2 separate regions of the Mus musculus genome follow, and region 2 is linked to region 1. Evidence: chromatin contacts called from public HiChIP or PLAC-seq data. All regions are on one chromosome and are shown on one strand. Each heading gives the region's core, a stretch centred on a gene start, on an enhancer-like site or on the middle of the called end of the contact. The rest is flanking DNA. Distances are from core to core; before and after follow the strand shown.

Region 1 (3,042 bases), core at 244-2,743:
CAACGAAACAAAACTAAAGGGCTTAAGCCTTAATTATGATTCAGGCTTAAATCAAGGAATGACTTGTACCAGAGGACACCTACGAGATGATTTCCATTGGTTTCCCTGTTGCAATCCTTCATTAGACTGAGTCTGGTGGAACACTCTTCAAGGTTTTGACCCGACTGGCTACACATCAATCAATTTCAGCTCCAACAACACTTCCTCTAAAGTATTCTTCCTCAACTCTCTACCCTCTCAGCAATAGCCACATTGTCCCCACGTTCTTTTCTTTTCGAGACAGGGTCTCATGTACACCAGGCTTCTACTTCTGCCTCCCAGTTATGGATGGCATTTACTATTTTTTTAGTCTCCCTGATGGATAGGAACTCACTGTTGTTCTGCAAGACTCAACTCTGCCTTCCCTTTAAGACATCAACCCCATTGAGGTAATTTTACACAGGATAAAGACTAAGTTAAGTCAAATGTCTTGGTCAGGGTCACACATCTGGTGCTCCAAGCTACCTGTCTCAGACGCCTTCTGCACCACACAGCGGCCATGCCACCCTGACTAGCCATTCAATAAACTCCTACCTTCAGAATCCGAATGCTCGACGGGCTGGCATCTGACTTGAGCATGACCTGGATGTCTTGGAGCAGCTCATCTCCAGCTGGCCGGGGCCGGGTCACCTCATCTGCCACCTCCTTGGCAGCTTCCTCAAGCTGAAGAAGAGGAAAGGCATAAGCTGCTGGTGATGATGGGGCAGGGCCCGGGTTTAGGAGGCTCTGAAATGGGTGCTACTCACCAGCTGTAAGTGCTCGGCCGGCTGTTTATGCAAGTGGTCAGCCAGTTCCTCGTCAAAACTGGCCAGGTCCTCCATCTCCACCTCGATCCAGTATTCACCCAGGTTGTAATGCCGCTTGAGTTCATCTCTTTAGTGGTCAACAAAGGGGCAGAGGGACAGGAAGGGTGCATTGAGGGACCGTCAGCAGCAGTGCCTGTGCACCCCGGTCCTCACAGGCACCAATGCCCCCACCTCTCTCAAAAGACACCTAATTGTAGACCACTCTATCCTAAATTTAGGCCTGAAGAGGGACTGTCAAGAAAAGGCGTCCCCCGTAAGAATGGTTCACGGACACTGTCGCACCTGTACTTGAAGGTGAAGCCCGTGCGATCGGTGCCCACTCGGTACTGTCTCAGGAACTCCTTGAATCGCCTCTGCAGTTGCGACTTGCGGGCCTGGCCCTCTTCCGCACCGGGGTCGCCACCGAAGCTGTCGCTGTAGAAAATGCCCGGGTCGTCGAAGCCCGACATGACTGTACCTGGGTCAAGGGAGACAGAGAGCTGAGCACCCCGGGGCGGCGGGAGCTTCCCTAGACGGGGTCCCGCAATTCCCTCACCTCACAGCGGCGCGCCACACGAACCTCAGCCCTCCTAGAGGAAGCCGACTTTCGCGGGAAAAACCAGCCTCCGCGTTTGTCCACCGCGGTCTCTGCGCTCCTATTGGTTCGTTCAGCGCCGCGGATAGCTATTGGACTGCTCTGCGCCGGTTGAGTCCCGCCTCCAAGGCCTGGTTCCCAAGATGATTGGCTGTGGCGTCTTGGTGACGTCACGAGTCAACTCTTTCCGGTCTCCATTTTGTGAGGCTGGACGTTTTGGCGCGAAAGTTCTTGGCGCTAGCAGCTAACCGAGCAAAGATGGCGGAGAGGCTCGGGAGCTTTGTGAGCGTTTAAACCTTAGGCCTTCGGAGAAAACCTAGCCCAGTGGCGCAGGTCTGTCAGCCCCGCTCCTCGTAAAGTCTAAGCAGGAGGATCGCAAGTTCAAGGCCAGCCTGGGTGACTTAGGGAGCCCCTTTCCCAAGTAAAAAGGTGGGACTTGAGAGATGGATCGGTGGTCAATAGCGTTTGCTGTACTTTTAGAAGACCCAGTCTCTGTTCTCAGTACCCTAGTCAGGGGCTCAGAACTGCCTGTGACTCCTGCTCCAGAGAACCCAATGTCCTCTCCTGGCCTCTATGGGCCACGTACATGTTAGATGTAGAGAGAGAAAGATATATGTATCTGTACATAAGTACACTTTTTTTTTAAGTAAAAGGAAACGGACTGGAGCAATGACTGAGCAATTGGATACAGACACATAAATAAAAAGTAGACTTATCAGCCCTCCCCCATATCTGCTAGCACTAGGGAGGCTGAAGAAACCCTGCCTTTAAAATAAGTATATGAGAAAACCACCCCTTTCAGAGCTGCTGTGAGAAAGCAGTATGCCTGAGGTGTACTCTTGCTCCAGCCCGGCAGGAGGTGCCAGAGTGCTGTCTCCGCAGCTTTGGGACCAGGTGGCTCACCTTCCCCTACTCAGATAGTACCAAAGCCCAGGAAGCCAGGGATGTTTTCTTTCATTCAGATTCAGACGAATAATTATGATGACTGTAGAACTTTTTTAATTCCTTGGCAATGCTTAAACCATGCAAAATTCATGGCCAAATTCCAAATGGAAATCTTGGGGGGGGGGGGAGGCAGATTTAGCATAGCAACCTTAGTGTAGATTTTCCTTTGAGTTCCTCCCATCCACACGAACAAGTGGAAACCTATTGCTGCAGCAACCATTCAAACATATATTTACAGAGAATAAAGTTTGAGCATTTTTGCAATTAAAAAAAAATACCAGGTGAATCTAAGACTTGGTTTTCTCAGCATTTCATGGTAATCCCTGTGTGCCAAGACAGGTTTAACACATTTTATTTTAGATTGCTTTATTTGCTTCTTGACCAAAATCGAGGCTGTTCTTAACAGTTGTCACCAATAGCAGGGATGTAATTCCGCATTGTTGGCTGGGGCTTCCCCTCAGGTACAGATGGAATGCTGGACTTAGGCACTGAACAGAATTTTAGCAAAAGTCAGAGTGAAGCAGAGTCAGCAAATTCACTGGTCAAAAGACAGAGTCCTATGCCTGGGCATGGTGGTGCACGCCTTTAATCCCAGCACTTGGGAGGCAGAGGCAGGCGAATTTCTGAGTTCGAGGCCAGCCTGGTCTACAAAGTGAGTTCCAGGACATCCAGGGCTAC
Region 2 (3,266 bases), core at 732-3,231, 2.4 Mb before region 1:
AGGCCAGAGCACAACTTTTGGGAGTGGTGTCTCTTTCTACAATGTGGGTTGGCTTGGAGACAGACATTATTCATTGAGTAATCTAGCTTGTTGACTTAGTTACAGTCCTGTGACACACTGACCAAGGTGATTTATAAAAGAACATCTACTTGGGGGCTTATTTACAGTTTCAGAGGGTTAGTCTATGCCCATCATGGCGTTTAGCATGGTGGCAGGCAAGCAAGGCATGGTGCTAGAGCAGTAGATGAGAGCTTACATCTTAATTCACAAGAATGAGGCAGAGAAAGACAGTTTGGGCTTTTAAAACCTGAAAGCCAACCTGCAGGCAAACCTTTTCCAGTAAAGCCATGCCACCTACCCCTCCCTCCCCCCCACCCAACAGTTCCACACTAGGGACCTAACATTCAAACAGAGAAGCCCAATCCTGTGTGGGAATCATTCTTATTCAAGCCAATACTCCCCCACTCCCACCCCCACCCCCAGCTTTGTTTGTGAGACAGGATCTTGCTATGTAGCCCTGCCTGGCCTCATACCAGGTAGTCCAGGTTGGCCTTAAACTCTCTATCCTCTTGCCTCAGCTTATGGGATCGAGGATTACTGCAGCCTCAGACCATATTCCTGCCTGGGTTTAGGGTTTTGTTTCTGCAGAGCCTGGAGTGTGTTTCGCTCTTTTGCCAGGCCCTAATTCAGTCTCCAGTTTTTCCCTCCCCCTTGCCTCTTTCTTTCCTCGGTAGACTCCTTGCTGATTTTAGTAGGAAATGAACCTTTCAAACTGCCTAGGAGTTATTGGTAAAAGTCTTTTGAAGTCTGAGGATGGACATTAAAGTGGCCTCATCTGTGGCACTCAAATGGTGCTGTTATTTAACAGAGTTTATAGAGTAGGCATATTTAGATGCTTCCCAGAGGGTTAAGACTCCTCCTACAGCTCACGGGCCAAACAAACTCTTAATTACTGCACTCAGTCGGAACGTTTTTAAAGAATCACTTTGAAGTTTCCTGGTACTATTACCATCATTAAACCTTTACATGTAAACATGTGTTGTGAGTTTGTGAAAAATGTATGCCATGTGTGCACCTGGCACATGTTAATTGCTTAAAAATTGCTAGTTGATAAAGTGTCTCCAGTGTAAGATTTGCTGTATACATTTGAGGAAGGTATTGAGTTCTGCTTTAGAACGCATGGAATAGGAAAGGAGTTTTGTGGGCGCACTGACACGAATTCACACTTGTCCACGCAGCCTCCCATGGTGAAAAACCACAAAAAGTCTGGCATTTACTTTCGGCGGGCTATTTTTAGCAGATCGCCTCTCCTACCCGTGTAAATTTAATCTCCAGAATAGAACACAAGCAGGGTCAACGCGGTTTAGCCACACGCTCCCTTGTCCTAAGCCATTCAGTATGGACACGAAGAAAAATGTTCTAGAATCTGTAGAGTCCACGCTGAGTTGGAGACGTTAAGCATTCCCGCGAAGGCAGCTGATTAGACAAGGAGAGAGAGCACCCGGCGTGCGAGCCCTTGCACAGCGAAGCACCCTTCCTTCGGTACACAGATAAAATGAGTCAATCATTTCCACCCGCCCCGACTTTTAAGTCGTCTGATCTCGGGGACCGAGGCCTGCTATTACAAACCCACCATCCCGTTCGGTCAGGCGTCCACTTCGGGGACCAGCCTGAGTCACCTGGACCTTGTGAGCCGAGATCGGGGAGGTGCAGGCGTCCGGGGGTGGAGGGCACAGACTACGTTCTCCATCGCCGCTGCCTCGGAAGGAAGAGGAGGGGCGACTGCGCGTGGGGAAGAGAAGGAAGAGGCGTTCGGGGAAGGGCAGGGAGGAGGAGAGCCGAAGGCGCCCGGGCGGGAGAGCAGGGGCGTGCGGGCGGGGGCGGGGCGGGGCGGGCGCGCCCGAGGCGGGGCGGGGCCGGGCGGCGGCCTCTGCTGCTGCCGGGGGCTGCCGGGATTGGGGAGCTGCGCCGCGTACTCTCCAGGGTCGCTGGGCTGGGCTGGACATGACCGTGCTGCGCTCGCCGCGCGCTCAGCCCTGCTAGCCGCTCGCTGCCGCCGCCTGGGAGCCCAGCTCGGCCTGCGCCCGCGCGCACCGCCGCAGTCATGGGGCTGCAGCCCCTGGAGTTTAGCGACTGCTACCTCGACAGCCCGTGGTTCCGGGAGAGGATCCGCGCGCACGAAGCGGAGCTCGAGAGGACCAACAAGTTCATCAAAGAGCTCATCAAAGACGGCAAGAACCTCATCTCTGCCACCAAAAGTAAGCGGGGTCCTGTTCGCGTTCGGGCTGCGGCGTGGCGAGGAAGGCGGGAGGATCGTCTTCCCCGGCCAAGTGGGATGGCTCAGTGCTCCTAAGACCGGGCTGGAGGAATAGGCGATTCCTTAGGGGATAAGATAAGCTCCAGGGCATTCCTCTCCCAGGAGGTTCGGGCGCGTTCCTTTCCCCGATCCTGGCCCTCGGTGGCGCGGGAGCGAGGAGCTGTGCGTGGGAGCTGCCCCGGGGCTCCCGCCTGGCCCAGCTGAGCACGCTTTGGCGCCGGCCGGAGCGAATGGAGGCTCTGCTCCGGAGTCAGGTTTTACTGCGCCCTAACGCTGCTTCCAGTCTCCCGCAAAATAGAGACATCAATCAGTTTGATAGTTTTGTCTCCTAACATTTCCAAGTAATTTTTTTTGGAAATGCTTTGGGACTCTGCCTGTAGTTGATATCGTCAAAAGTCCTTTAAGTTACACCTCTTATGTATCCCCTTTCTGCCTTGCGCGACAGCACCGACCTACGTCCCTCGTGAGCTAAACCAGAAAGTCTACCTGGCTTTGTGCTGCCTTCTGCACATTCCTCTGTCTTGTGCTGAGGCGGGTTCAAAGATTAGGGGTTGAAAGGGTCAGTGGGCAGACTGCTCCAGGTTCTGGCCTGCGAGAAGTGCCTGTGAGTAGGAAATTCTACTCTTCATGCTCGAAGCTGGCCACCTCAGTTCCATCTGTATTCAAACAAGCAAGCTAACACACCCTCAAGCCACCTCTGAAGACAACAGAAAGAGAGGTGTATCGAAGCTGTAGTGAGTCTTAGGAGTAGAGGCTGGTTGAAATTTGTGCAGAAACGGTTGTAATGTTCTATAAATGGGCGTTCTCCAGGACCAGGTGCTGGCATCCAGGCCACCCTGGAACCCTGAATTCATTCCTTGAGTTATTGCGAACACCCCTTTCCCTCCTTAAAAGGCCTGATAGTGCAGGAGCCAAGCATAGGTGCTCTACCTATCCTCTTGGGTTGGTT

The links. HiChIP or PLAC-seq counts read pairs in DNA pulled down with a chosen protein or histone mark.
Region 2: an H3K4me3 HiChIP or PLAC-seq map of forebrain shows a contact between it and region 1, with 12 times the contacts expected there. The contact joins the promoter of Arhgap10 here to the promoter of Mcm5 in region 1. A contact is called at or near these places in 3 of 39 promoter capture datasets (hippocampal neurons, neutrophils and stem cell-derived epiblast-like cells), 3 of 115 datasets of contacts at active chromatin or transcription factors (astrocytes, embryonic stem cells and forebrain) and 1 of 9 other capture datasets (adipose tissue).

What each region holds. Positions count from the first base shown.
Region 1 is chr8:75,107,960-75,111,001 of GRCm38.p6, reverse strand. It overlaps Mcm5 (minichromosome maintenance complex component 5), which reads right to left and starts at 1,493. Exons shown (of 17, transcript NM_008566.3): 1 at 1,381-1,493; 2 at 1,128-1,302; 3 at 786-912; 4 at 574-702. The coding sequence starts at 1,294.
Region 2 is chr8:77,516,622-77,519,887 of GRCm38.p6, reverse strand. Arhgap10 (Rho GTPase activating protein 10) reads left to right here and starts at 1,981. Exons shown (of 23, transcript NM_030113.2): 1 at 1,981-2,258. The coding sequence starts at 2,105. It overlaps 0610038B21Rik (RIKEN cDNA 0610038B21 gene), which reads right to left and starts at 2,832. Exons shown (of 1, transcript NR_028125.1): 1 at 1,310-2,832.